Regions from separate parts of the Mus musculus genome. Here region 1 is linked to region 2. The links are chromatin contacts, called in public promoter capture Hi-C maps. All regions are on one chromosome and are shown on one strand. The core of a region is the stretch at or near the end of the contact, and the rest is flanking DNA. Distances in the headings are between cores, read along the strand shown. Region 1 overlaps Ap5m1 (adaptor-related protein complex 5, mu 1 subunit). Region 2 holds the start of Otx2 (orthodenticle homeobox 2).

What was found. Promoter capture Hi-C pulls out the DNA fragments that hold promoters and counts their contacts.
Region 1: a contact with region 2 is called in a promoter capture Hi-C map of cranial neural crest. The contact joins the enhancer-like site here to the promoter of Otx2 in region 2. A contact is called at or near these places in 4 of 39 promoter capture datasets (the 3T3-L1 cell line, cranial neural crest and liver) and 1 of 115 datasets of contacts at active chromatin or transcription factors (embryonic midbrain).

What each region holds. Positions count from the first base shown.
Region 1 is chr14:49,086,119-49,092,758 of GRCm38.p6, forward strand. Ap5m1 (adaptor-related protein complex 5, mu 1 subunit) reads left to right here. Exons shown (of 8, transcript NM_144535.5): 8 at 127-1,605. The coding sequence ends at 209. Among named protein-coding and RNA genes, the nearest start is that of Exoc5, 23 kb to the left of the region's middle. Within about 2 kb of position 2,408, at least 13 of the 459 cell types and tissues checked have an H3K27ac peak or open chromatin away from gene starts, as enhancers often do.
Region 2 is chr14:48,663,164-48,670,430 of GRCm38.p6, forward strand. It overlaps Otx2 (orthodenticle homeobox 2), which reads right to left and starts at 4,481. Exons shown (of 5, transcript NM_001286482.1): 1 at 4,265-4,481; 2 at 4,037-4,110. It overlaps Otx2os1 (orthodenticle homeobox 2 opposite strand 1), which reads left to right and starts at 6,125. Exons shown (of 5, transcript NR_029384.1): 1 at 6,125-6,233; 2 at 7,131-7,267.

The DNA of each region.
Region 1 (6,640 bases), core at 1,158-3,657, 420 kb after region 2:
TCAAAGTTATTACCATGTTATGACTGCACTTCACAAATTAAAAAACTAATGGCTTTGTTCTCTTACTGAGTTTTTGCTAAGGTTAAACACTTTTATCATTAATTTCTTTTCTTTTTCCTTTTGTAGATCGGAAACTAATTTCTTCTGATTATTACATCTGGAATTCTAAAGCACCTGCTCCAGTAACATACGCATCATTGTTACCATGATGTTTTTCATATTCAAAAGGATTTATATGATGGTAACATTCTATCATAGAATCATAGTATTTATTTTTTTACATGTCTTCCCATAGCCCATGACTGAAAAATTACTGAGTGGTTTCTTTATGAAAACATTCATATCTTACATTTATAGTCTGATTCAGTGTAAAAGAATATTTTCAAGGCTAATGTCCCTTTTTGTCATTGTTACGATGCTCTGATTTCATGCCAGTATGACTCAGGATATATAAAAGCTGTGAGTGGCTTCGCTTTAGACTAGTCTTTAGTCTCTGTACCACACGTCCCTTCCTGTCCCATGGAGAGAGAAACAGTGCTGCAATCAGAGTCCCTTCCTTGAGTAAGAGCTCAGCCTTCTCCTAGTGCAGGTTCAGTCAGCCATCCTATGGGCTGTAATTGATTTACAAGGAAACTGTGTGCTTATCCAAGCCTCAGTACAAAGAGCGTGCTGTTGCAGAATACCCATGGTCTGGTTAAAGTAATCACAAATTGTTTCTTTCAAAAGAGCCAGTGGGAAATAATGGGATAATGTTCAAATAGTAGCCTGGTTTTTATCATATCTCTCCTGCTAGCCAATAAACCTCCATATTCCTATTTGATGTTCTAGAACTCCTGTCTTTCTGAGACAGGGTCTCATAAAGCCCAGGCTGGCCTGGGTCTCACTGTGTAGCTAAGGATGATCCCTCTTAAGTGCTGGGATTACAGTGGTATACCACCATGTCCAGTACCCTTCTAGGACTCGAACTCAGGGTTTCATGCCTGCCAGACAAGCACCCTCCCAGCTGAGCTGTGACCCTAACCCATCAAAGGCTGCTGTAACAAATTCAGTTATATGCCAGAACAACTGTGTTTAGGATGCCAGTAGACTTAAGACTGTAGTAACTTCAGAAGATGAGCATAATGATCTATGATTCTTTAGTGTCCTTAGACAAGGCTTTAAAATAATTGTAGGTATTATAGTGTTTGTTTAGTTTTTAAAAATAAAATAAACTCTGTTAATGAATGAACTCAGGTAAACAACCAAAAGCCTTTCTGTGGGTATCATTTAGACTTATTTAATATAGCAATTTTTTTCTCTTTAAGTCTGTCCCTGTCGTTTTCTTTTTACCATTTTCTTGATTCCTTTAAAACTGTCTAGCCAAGTTCCTTATCTTCTCTCATTTCTACAATTACATGACATATTCTTTTTTTAGAGCAGCATACTGTCATCAAATTGAACTTAAAGTGACTATTTAAAAAAAAAAAAAGATCTAAAGATCCTGGGAACTTAACTGATGCCAAATTTAGAAGCCAGACAATAAATATGAATTGTAGAATAATATTTTTTAATTAAACTTATTCTGGGTTCTGCTTCTTTTTGTCTTTTTTTTCCCCTTGAGTCTTCTAAAAAAAAAAAGCTTGGAAGAAGCTGCTGATTCTTAGAAGTAGAGTTGCCATCATTGAAGGGAAGTATATATAAACTTAGGACTTGAAATACAGTTTGTAGAGTCAGTCCTACTCATTCTAGACCCTTATTGCCTTCAAAACATTATCCTAGAATTAAGTTCTATTTTCATGGTCCTCCTGAGGAAATGGAGGAGATGGGCTGCCTGCCGGGGACCTGAGCTAGCTATCCTGACCTACCCAGAGGGAGGGAGGGACGGAAACATCTTTCCTGAGAAAACACTGTTCTGTAGAGGCTTTTTATCACTCTTCAACTCAAAACTTAACATTTCACTTTAATTTATTAATGGACCTGTTTGGAAATTTTGATTGTACAAATGCTTAACCAATTGTACTGTGGTAGATAAGACACATTTATCTAGTGAGCAGGGAAAGATTCCATGTGTAATCCTTGAAGCAAACTCTTCATAGACAAATTAGAAAAACCAGTGACCTCTAATTTGACATTTCTAGAAACCTGGGGAAAATCTAGGGGTTACTAGAAAAGCGTTGGGGTGACAGGGAACCAGTGCCATCTGTTGCCATTCCGTTGTAACACAGCACTGGGGAACTCAAAGCCAGCTCACATTTCCATCCCATGGAGATCAGCTGGACACACCGATGCTTCTGATTTTGTCTAGAAACCTGTCACTTCAGGATAATTTCTGAAGACAAAGCGTGTTCCCGGTTTGGTAGGTGACCTGTTTAATGTTTTCCCTGTGTCTGGGAACTCCTTAGTGTAATTAGCGACCTTTGAACTCCGCAGCTAATCCTGAGCTGTTTTGTATTCCTTACTCATCTTTACGGCTGGACCTTTCTTTTCTTCAGAGTCCACTGCCACAATTAAAGAAGAAACAGCTGCATTTCAAAGGGATTCCGATTCCAGAAGCTTAATCGTGATTGACATGTTCTTATTCTAAGCTATAAGACACTCTAAGAGTCCTTTCTTTGGTTAAAACTTCAATCATTTTCTAAAAAATTATCTCACTATGGATTTTATTCATTTTCTTTGATAGCTATTCTTTGCATTTTTTTTAACTTGAAAGGTGCTTTGCATGTGCAGTGAATATGAGTGTCGACTTCCAGTGAGAGATTTGGACATTGTCAGACTTGCTCTAGATTCGATCGTGCTAAATTCACATTTAGTGACAAAATATGATTATGAAATCTGATATCAGTGTTGTAATCATTCTTGCTCAACCCAAAGGGTTAAAAAAATGTTCATCCTAGAATGAACTCTAGAAAAGCTAGGTCATGATTTGAGTCAAGCCTGTTCTCCACGTTTTTAGTAAGCAGTGTTTTAAAGCACACACTAGCAGCTAGAGAGTGGGATGTTTTATATGATTAAATAATGGAACCTGTCAACTTGGAAGCAAATAGGTTCCTTGGACGATGTCCTTGGAGCATTTAATTTTATTTAAACCTTAGCCCATCTCAGAATCACTTCCTTTCATGCCATCTCAGTATTTCTCCTGTTAAAATATTGTGGTCTTAGATTTCTTGTGCTATGTTTAACAGCAGAAATTTTGCACATAGTAACTATTGCCAATTTTTGTTGTTGTTGTTGTTACTATATTTTAAAACCTTAACAGTCATTCATAGATTTTCACATTACCCCTGAGAATTAGATAGGTGGGGCTCCCACCCAAAACCTCTGCATGGACTGCCCCCCTCGCAGAAGTTGTCTCTAAGACAAAGGTCAAAAAAGGGATGTTAATAAACAGTCCTCAGGTTTAAGGGACTTTTTAGGATTACATCTTAAATTCCAACAAATCAGATTTAGGAGTTGCTGAAAGTGAAATTGATCCATCCCTCATCCAAACTTTGCAATACTTCCCTGTTCTGACACCCCTGAGATAGTTAGCTGTATCATCAGATTAGAGACCATTGTGCCAGGCTGCTGAAAGGAAAAGGAGCCAAAAAGCTAAACATGGGATGAATCCTGAACCTTTTAACCTGGCTGAAGTATGTTGGTTGCTGTTATGCAAATACCTTCAATCCTCTGCTAAGTTCCGTGGAAATAATTTTCTTGAATGACAGGTTGATTCAGCAAGGATTCGGTCGCTGATTAATCCCCCTTTGATCTAGGGTATTTCCCTTAACCACCAGTTAGCTCGTTCTGACAAAGTGCAGCCGAGATTAGGGAGATCACTAGAGCACTCCCAGCCTGTGCGCCTATTCTCTATAACCTTTTAAAGCAAGGGCCAAGAATGCAATTTAGTCTCAGTTTTTGAAGATGTAAAGTCTTGTCTGCTAAGTTAGAAAGTCAATTGAATACCAAATGAAGTTTATTTCTTACGTAAAAGAACAAACATTTCTTCTTTGCTCTGCCTAACAATGATATTAAGAATCATGGGCTTTGAAGAGAGAAAAAACAAAGGCCACCTTCCAAATACAACTTCGTGTTTTGTTTCATGTGCATGTTTACTGCCCCCCAGATAACCCAAGAATCAAAGGAGTGGCTACAGTTATGCTGAGAAAACACTTGGGTTTCGTGAGACTGCAGTGCCTCCTCATCTCCCCAGCCGTCCCCAGCAGAACTGGAAAATACACTGCATAGCATAGCACAGAGTTGCAGTTAGGGAAGCATGCAGCACACAGTCTTGTTAGATTTACTTTCCGTGAAGAAGTAGCGCCTCATAGTCTCATTAAAGTAATAACTGCATTCCTTTTCCCACTTGCTAATCATTCTGTTAGTGTTTCTGCCTCTTGCTTTACCTTTTCTCCCATATGTTTAAACTCGGAAGTAGTCTGTGCAGTTTAAGAAAGAAAATTCAGGCATGTTTCATACGGTTTGTCAAGGAATTCACTTTTTAAAAACGATTATTAATATTATTTTGCAAGATGTCAAAGATTTATTCAAGTATACTTCATGACCTATAAAATGTAAAGATACATAATATATACACAATTATTTGTAACAAAATTTGTTTTTAATTATCAAGTTTTTATTAATGATTCACTTTATAAATAAAAAGAAACAAGATGTTATATAATTGTTCATTATTCTAGTAGCAATCTACAATAAAACCTAATGTTTAAATGATTTCTTATGCTTTTTCTACTCAAACTTTTGCAATTTTGTAATTAATAAATAAATAAAAATAACTCAAAGGCATACATAAATTTGTGACATAATAGCCTCCTGTAGTCCTAATTTAATGATAGGTTTTCAGATACTTTGGGGGAATCAGAGAAAAACTGTAGAAGATACTGTTAAAGGGCAAGATTCCATAGTTATGTTGCTAAGAAACTTATGTTTTAGTAGTTGACTCCTCCACGTAATAAATAGGCAATAAAGTATTCACTATTTTAAATATGCCCTCATGGAATATGCATATATGCAGCATAGGTATCTGTGTGCTCCTGAAGTGTATTCCATGCCTGTTGAGCTGAGTTTACCTGTGAGCCATTTCAGCATTGTTTCAGGGGAAGAAAAATATTGTGACATCTCTTCAGATACGTCTGCAAACATCGTTATTTCATAATAATAGAGAGATTCATTAAAATGAAGATTGCTAAAAGTACCATGAGATTTGTCTTAGAAAATGGTTAAAAATCCTCAAGGGCTGCTGGCTTTCCACCAGGCTTTCTTTCTTTCTTTCTTTCTTTCTCTTCAGCACCCACATCGTTGGCGTAGCACATTGTCCATGGGTGTCCTGGAGAAGGACTGTGGCATACCGCATTCACTAGCTTCCCAGCCCTGAAGCATGGCCCTCTGAGGGCTGGGTTGATTTTTCTTAGCCCCTGGACATTGTGTAATTGACATCAGTGTGTGTTGGTATACGATGCTCCAGCCTGAACAGGTGCTGAATGCCAGGAATGGAAAGATGGGGGTTCCCTATTAGGAAGTAGAATTTTGAAAACTGTATGTTTCCTTTAAATGTCCTTTGTTAGATAATAGTTTTTCAAAAAGAAAAATGTTTTTCATAAATACTGGTAATGAAGGTAATGATTTTTAAAAAAATTGTTAATCCTTCAAATTTTTTGGTCGTGCAAACTTTATATGCCTCAGTACAGGGGAACACCAGGGCCAAGAAGTGGGAGTGGGTGGGTAGGGGAGTTGGGGGGAGGTTATGGGGGACTTTTGGGATAGCATTGGAAATGTAAATGAAATAAATACCCAATTAAAAAAAATAAAAAGTGGAAAAAAAATTTTTTACCTTTTCTTCGAGGGTCTTGAGTGCCCTCTGCAGGCTATAAGTAGATAATTAATGGCTATAATTTCAAACCTTGGTTTTTCCCTATTTTAAAAGTATCACCTGCTTATTTCAAATCTCAACAAAAAAGGTGATTCCATTTATATTGTTAGCTATTAATTATCAGTGATTAAAATATGAAGTCCCTTTCATTATTGAGTTTAATACAAGGAATTTTCCACTTTTGAAATTGGCAGAATTGTATCTCTCACTGTAGAAGCTGGAGCTGCAGTAGCACACACCTCCTCATGGAAAGAAGATATGAGGAGTATTTAAATATATCTGAAATTATTCACATACTTTGAGAATAGCTTTATTTTCCCATTAATCTCTTTAAAAGCATACATTTGAAATATCAAGCCTTGAGTTTTCATCTGGGTCAAAAGTACACAAATTTTAGGATTTACAACTGTTATTAAAGTTTATACAATGAATAAATTAAAAGTCACGCAAGTGATGTAGTTGGAGGTGATGTCATTTTAAGGGTCAGTTTGTAAAAGATCCCAGTAGAGATTGATTTGGTATTGTTTATTCTGTGGGTTTTCCAACTAATAAAAGTATTTTTAAATGAAGGCACCATTCCCCTTCTGAGGGCTGAAATATACACCCTGTGGAATACACTCGTCCCTTACTTTAGTGTTTGCTTTCCTTCCTTTGGGCTAGCAGATTTCGTCTCTACCATAGCCCATCTGTGTGTGACGATGTATAGTTGGGGTGCAACTGGTCCTTCTGGTTCAGTTAACTTAGTGAAGCTACTGGGGAAGCTTTTTGGGGGGTGGGCGCAAGGAGTCTAATGAT
Region 2 (7,267 bases), core at 3,231-5,730:
CCCAGACTGTTGCCTTTCCCTGGCAGAGATTTTAATTATCTTAGCTGATTTTTTTTTAAATTATTACCACTTTCAACTGCTGTGAACCTAAAATGTAAACGCATTCAACATTTAAAACACCAACTTGCTGAACAACAAACTTGTGAAAACTGCCCAATCACTATTATCCCACATTTGAAGTCATTTCCAGTAATCATTTTCACCTAATTAGTAGTCTGGATAATTAGATTTCGAAGTAAGTAACAGATTTATTAGGGTTTTGGAGGAGTTTGATTACATGTGTCTAAAGAACTATAGCTAAACAAACAACTATTTAACTTTTAAGCGACACCCATCAAATATTTAATTTAAACATACTGAGAGGGAAAAAAAAAAGTCTTTTCTTCAAGACTAGCACAGGGCTTGACAGAAATGCTTAAGTTAGAATCCTAACTGAAGTAAAGTCAGATAAACTGCTGCCCCCACATTTTGCAAGTCCAGAGGGGTGCATTCCTACAGCAAGCCGCTTCCATGTTTTTTATGTCAGGAGGCTACAGATCCAGCGGGAAACACTTTTTCTTGGATTTTGGGTTGGGGGGAGAGGGGGCTGCAACGGGAGCCACCTTTCCCATATATTTAGGTTTGAAGTCAATAAACATCCAAAGCAATGGAACTAACCGCACTTCTCTCTGCTTTTTAAATTTCCTACAATTTTGTAAGAAAAGGAGCTGGGTGGGGGGAGAAAAAGAAAAGTCATCTGTGTTCCTTTGCTGAACCCCTCCCCCCATCGATGTTAATACAGGCAGGCAATGTGTGTAAGGCTGGCTTTTATTTTCCAAAAATAAGGCACTTAAAGCGCTCTCTCTCTCTCTCTCTCTCTCTCTCTCTCTCTCTCTCTCTCTCTCTCTCTCTCTCTGCTTTGAAACTTTGACACTCTGAGAAACTTCCTCAAAATGGCGGATACAAGACTGAGTTCTCTGTCACTTCATAAAGTTCATTAATGAAAAAATTAAGACCTTAGGTTTTCATATTTACCTTGCTTAAGAGACAAAGGCAAAGCTTCACAAACAAAACTCAACAGCTGTGATTTCTTCCAGATTTACATTCAGAACACAAGTCTTATTTCCCCACCCTAAAATGTGATTTTTATAAATGTCCTTCTAAGAGAACTGGATTGTTAACGAGTGAAACTAGTTACTTTTGCGAAGAACACTTTATATTCTGTGTTCCTTCTTCCAAGATCTAGCTATTTGTAACTGTGAACGTAAGATTCTTTAAAAACCCAGTCGTTCCTTATTTAAATACCCTCTAAAGAGGAATTCTTTGAAAATACACTCTTATTCCCTTGGACAGTTCTGACCTGTTATATATGATGTTAAGATGGGCATGTATTTATTTACTAGTCTAGCTCTCACCCAATTAGATCGCCTAAACAGATCATTTGATAAAAGCGGCATGTTCCAGGATAAAAAGCAGTAACAGAAAGTTCGGGGCGAGGTCCTTCTTGGAGAGTCAAAACGGCTCAAATTGTCAGGGAAAACTATTTTCACTTTTCCTCCTGGAGATGTGGGCGGAATAAAACAAAACAAAAACAAAACAGGAAAACCAAAACCCAAACCACGGTCACTTCTCCACAGCGAGCTTAGATAATAAACACGGATAGATAATAAAGACGGCTGCGGGGCCCTTCCACCTAACTTTCACCGCTTGCTAAGGATTCCATTCTAGCTTCCTCTCCACGCACAGTGCAAAGGGGAATGGGGGTGGGGACTCTTTCTAAGACACAAGAGTTAAGGTGACCGCTCTCGAGGAGAGATGGCTTCCGAGAGCTCATACCTAGGAGCAAATAGCGATAGCGCGGCGACTCCCCGACTGCTCTCTCCTCCAGGAGCAAGCGACTGGGTCCGGCGTCTCTGCCCTGCAGTCCGGCAGATCAGCAGCTCTGATGCCCAAGCCCCGTCTCCACTGCCTGCGCCGGCCTGCACAGCCTTATATCTAACGGTCAATTCGTGCAATCTGTCGCTTCCCCCTCCAGATCGCCCCCCCTCCTTGGTGGTTTTTTTTCCCCTTCTTCCAAGAAGCCCATCTACCAGTTGCTGTGTCCTCGCTCAATAATAATTACCTCGTCCGAGAATTAATTATAATAAATGTTTTCTTGATAAACTAACGAGATAATCCGAGGGGCACACGTCCCTTAATTACAGGCCGTCGTGCTCAGCTCTGCTTCTCGTCCTGGCTGATTAATTTTCTGCATGATAGAAAGGAAACAAAACTTCGCTGACTGGCGGCTCGGCCTGAGGCAGGGGAGAGGACCGAGAGCCGGAGGGAAAGGAAGAAGGAGGTACGCGGGCATTTGGAAAACAGCCGGCGCCAGGCCCGCCAACTCGAGTGAAAGTTTCTGGCCTCGGGGAATCAACATCACCACCCGCGAGGGAGGGAGAAAGAAATGTGCCAAAGGGTTGCTCTTGACTATTAATTATAGTTCGAAGAAGCCCCGGTGTTAGGTCTGGAAGGAGAGGCCTGGGTGTCTACCTTTCTCTGGGGGAGGAGTTTGCGCCCAACTCCACTCTAGTGCTAATAACTTTCAGTGGCCGGAAAAAGTCCCGAGGTGAACAGACGAAATCCTGACACCCCCCCCCCCCCAAGCTCTGGAATGGAGGGCACAGTTTCCAAGGAAGAGCAACTCCTCTCGGTCCCCACCCAAAGTGGTCCACGCGGCTGGGCCTTCTTTCTCTCTCCATACACCCTTCTCCCTCCAAAAGACCAAATCGGTTTGGGGCTCTAAGGTTTTCAGATTTTCCAGTGAAATCGGACACTGGCTTTCAATAGTCCCTTGAACGCATCAACACCGCCACTTCTTCGGAGTTTGCCGCGCGAACCGTCGCCCAGGCCGGGTGTCAGCGGGGACCTTCTAATAGTTCGTTTTGGGGGCAGGCCGAGAGCAGGGGCTGGGCCTCGGCGAGCCCCTCCGTATAAGGTCAGCCTTGACCTACGACACTTCATTGTCCCCAAGCCAGAAAAGGCAGTACAGAAGTGCTTAACGGGCCACGATGCTACCCCAGACACAAAACAACTAAGAACTCGAAGTCCTTCCTAGGGAGGGACTCCGGGGTCTCTGACCAGGAGCATCCAGGCGCCCACCCTCAGGTCTGGCTGTCCCAGTTGCGCGCAGAGGCTGAGGCGCGCGTGCCCTGAACCACACTAGCCACAGTCGCCTTTAAAACCTGTCCAACTAGCGGCCTCGGCCTGGCGATCTGGCCCAGAAGCCCCGACTTTCAGTGTACAGTTCTGGGGCTTGGGGGAGCCGCACCCCTAGGGATGGAGAGGAGGAGAGTTGTAAAAGATTCAAGAGCCCTAGCGGCTTTGAGAAGAGGCGGAGAGCAGAGGGGCATTAAGCTTGGGGAGTGAGGACGAGAAACAGGAGCTGAGGCGGCGCGGGAGTAACAAGACGCCAGCGCTGTCGCCTCCTCGGTTATCCGCTCCGATTTCGGCTCCCGTTGCAAACCGAGGAGTCTAGAGGCAGCCCGAGGCCCCCGCCGATAATGGAGAGCCGGCCTTCGGGAGCTCCGTCTTTCGGAAGCGTCCACCTTATTATCTTTGTTTTAATTTACCAACCTAGGTACATTACACAAGCATTATTTTGTCATGGATTCTAAAATACGCCCTTGGAACCAAACCTAAGGACTCCAGCTCAATCTAGGGGCCAAAATGCAAAGCTCGCGAGGAGAAGCCATGAATAGCGTGGGCATAAGAACAAAACCCCTCCCCAACTCCCAGATTAGACTCCTAGGATTTCTGCGACGTTCTTCGGTAGCAGCGACCCCCAGGAGCACGCGCTCTCGCTCCCTCCCACTCCCTCCCTCTTCTACAGATCGTCAAATTTTTTCCTAATGGTCATTATTTCGTCTCAAAATTCTCATTAGAAAAATAAAATACATCGCCCGCCCCCACCCAAGGAAGTTCCACGTCCGCAGAGTTGCACATTGGAGGAGCGGAGGTCACTGCGGACTGGGGGAACACAAAGATATCGCTATAGACAAGACAGACGGACACTTACCTTACAGCCGCATTGGACGTTAGAAAAGAAAAAAAAATCAAATTATCCTTCAAAATTCCAAATAGCCAGCTATCCTAAAAGAAATCAAGAGCATTCAGTTAAAAACCTTGTAGTCTTCACCTTTCCATAAAAAGTCAAACATAACCAGAAAAAAAAAACAATTAAAAGAAAACATAAAATGAAGTGGCCAGAGTTGTAAACAGGCTTGTGTCCGTCTACGATACATACAAAGTAGAGGTGGCGACTGAGCTCCTCTAGCGATTTTTATTTTTTAGTAACAGTGGAGGCTGAGTTGGAGCTGAGGAAGGTTCCGCTCTCAGGGAGATTTGCTGAGAAAGCGCCTCTCTGGCAACTTTTTGACGCAAACTCTCCAACCAATGGCAGGGAGAGAATGATTGACACATCTAAGCCAGAGGGAAAATAATAAAAACACACAACAGGGGGAGGAAAACAGGCCGCTGCTGCACGGGGGGAAGAGCAGGCAACAAATCCAGGCCTCCGACACTACCAGAACGTTCTTTAAAACACTGGGCTACGCTTAAAATATACATTATGGGCCCAAGCATGTGAACTAATTGTATAATTAAAATGATGGACAGGAAGGCCTCCCTCTTCGGTCTTTTCTTCTTCCTTTATACTCCTTCTTATCCTCCTTTTCTTTTTTGTTTTTATTTTAGAGAAAGGATACCAAACAACATAAAGCAGGAAAATATTTAAGTCAAAGCTAGGGGAAGGAGGGAGGGGGTAGTACCCCGTTTTCGATTTCCAACGCTAGCAAAGAATGTGTGGGTCAGAGGCAGAACTCAAACCCAGGCACAGGCTTAAAAACAGGGCTATGTTCTCTTGAAGAGGACCAGACGGCGCTGAGGGAAAAATGGGTGAAGATGAACAAGAGTGGAACTGAGCTGTGAACATGCAGTGTAGGCAGAGAGTCACGCAGCTATGGACTGTCTGAAAACTCCAGCGTCCTCACTGGCTGTTCTTTTACCCCTTAGAATAACCCTTGGTCTCTGGAGTTCTGGCTTTCCAGGCATGTTTTTTCAATTTGATAAGCATAGAGCAAGATACAAAAGAAAACGTGAGCTCCCAAATCTACCGCCAAGGCAGATTTCCGGCCAAGGGAGGGGATACCTCAAATCTCTCCAGCTGAGTATGAGGTGACAAAAAGCCCCCAGTAGAAACAGTTTGTGCTTAAGAACAAACGCCTGGTACTTCAGGCCTGGGAGTTACTAGGGATGGAGGCGCCCTACTCAGAGGCCGAAACTCGGGAGCTGGGATGCTGCAGGGTCAACCAACTCAACTTCTTCTGGTCCAGACTGGTTTTTTTTTTTTTTTTTTTTTAAACAAGAATCAGAGTTTTCTAGAAAAGCAGAAACACGCTGGACAGAATATTAGGGGACGGGGCGGGGGGAGGTGAGGGGCAAACGCTACTGCTGAGTGTGTGAATGGAGGCTGGGAGGGGGAGGGGGGGGGAGGATAGCTTTCCCCTCACAACTCCCAATGCAGAAGGAAAAACAAAACAAAACGAAAAAACCCACCCCTCCCTCACTACCTCAGTCACCGCCACCACTGCTAGTGGGCCCAAAGAAACAGCTCGTTGCCTTTAATTTGGGGACCTATGTTAATGAAGTTGGTAATTAATTCGTCGCTTTGTTGTCGGTTCTTATACTGTATGTGTAATCAAATGTGGCCGTCCTTGGGATTTACAGCAATTAGCGAATTACGGGAGTGCGCACGAGGCTGCAAGTTCTCGGCAGCCCGGCTGGGCTCGGCTCCGGCCTAAGGCTGGGCACTCCGCTGCCGCTGCAGACTTGCAGGTGTGTCCTAAGAGCCTTGGGGTCCTGGAGGCTCCGCGAACCCTCGAGCTCCTCCGGGCTTGCCCAGTTCTTCCTGGCTCCTTCGTAGCTGTTCCAGTCCTAAGGAAACTCCTGGCTGTCGCGTTCCCCAGAGCCACGACTTTGTGGGGCCTAGGCTAGGGGGGAGGGTGAGTACGGATCTTTCCTTGTTACCCCGCCCCCACTGTGCAGAAACACCTGGCGACTGTCCCTAAGGCCTTTCATTTAGGAGAGGTAAACAAATGTCCCAGGCAGTTGTCCCGCGTGGCCCGGGCTGTGGGAAGCAGGTCCTGGCTCTTGGTCCGAGCCATCGTGCTTTGTATGATGGAAAGGCAAATCCACGCGAATCTCTTGAAAAAGAGGTTGTTTCCCACCCCGAGAAAAGAGTTCTCCCCGGTTTGATCATAATGATGTTGAAAGCATCAAAGGGCGAGAAAGAAAAGAAAAGAAAAGAAAAGAAAAGAAAAGAAAAGAAAAGAAAAGAAAAGAAAAGAAAAGAAAAGAGAAAAAGGCCATTGTGGATGTAGGGGAGCAAGGCCTTGGGGGCAGTAGAGGTGGGGTGCGGTAACGAAATAGAGCGAGGGCTTGTGAGTCACTCAAAGTAAATGAAAAAATCCGGAGAGAAAGCGATACATCTACAGTAGGGTCCGGAGACATTAGGAACCTCTCAAGGCCCGGGTAAAGGTTTGGGGTGTCATCCTGAGACAACCCAGAGCAACCAAACCTCCCAGAAAAGTCCGGAGTGCTATAGACAGTGGAGGATTTCTGTTAGATACAGCGTGGGAGGGCTTTCCCCTTCAGCGGCTGGCAGCACACAGCCCCCCGCTTCTCCTTTGCCCTCTAGTCTAATAACTTCGCGGAAATACAGGGCCAATAAACCACCAGTTGGAAACGGACAGTGTTAAATAAACAAGGGTCTCTTTAAAATTCTCATCCACTTCAGATGTCTAAAGTAAGATCGTGATGATTTTGTCACGGTTTGGTAAATTTACCCCTTTAAGAGGCTTTTCATAAATCCCAGAACACACCTTCAGCCAGATTTGAATATAGATTTAGGTTTTAAAACCCAGAAGCTGGAAACACTGCTTTATCAAAGAGAATTTCCCTTTAGCTTAGCAGTGTGCTGCAGCTCTCAAAAGATTGGATCTGAAAGAGAGAGAGACACACGCACACGCACATAGGAGGAGAAAGAGAGCCAGAGCCAGAGATGAAGACAAGGGAGGGAAGGGAAAAAAGACTTTTCTTTTTTTTCTTTCTAGAGGAATTCTGCCCAGACTCTCCAGCAGTTGGTAGCAGGCAAGCTTTCTCCTGTGTCGCCTGGAAAAGTTGCAAAATTGCTCTTCACCTGTAAGAACATGCATTTTATCTTCCAGTCTCTTCTTGTCAATTTGGAAAT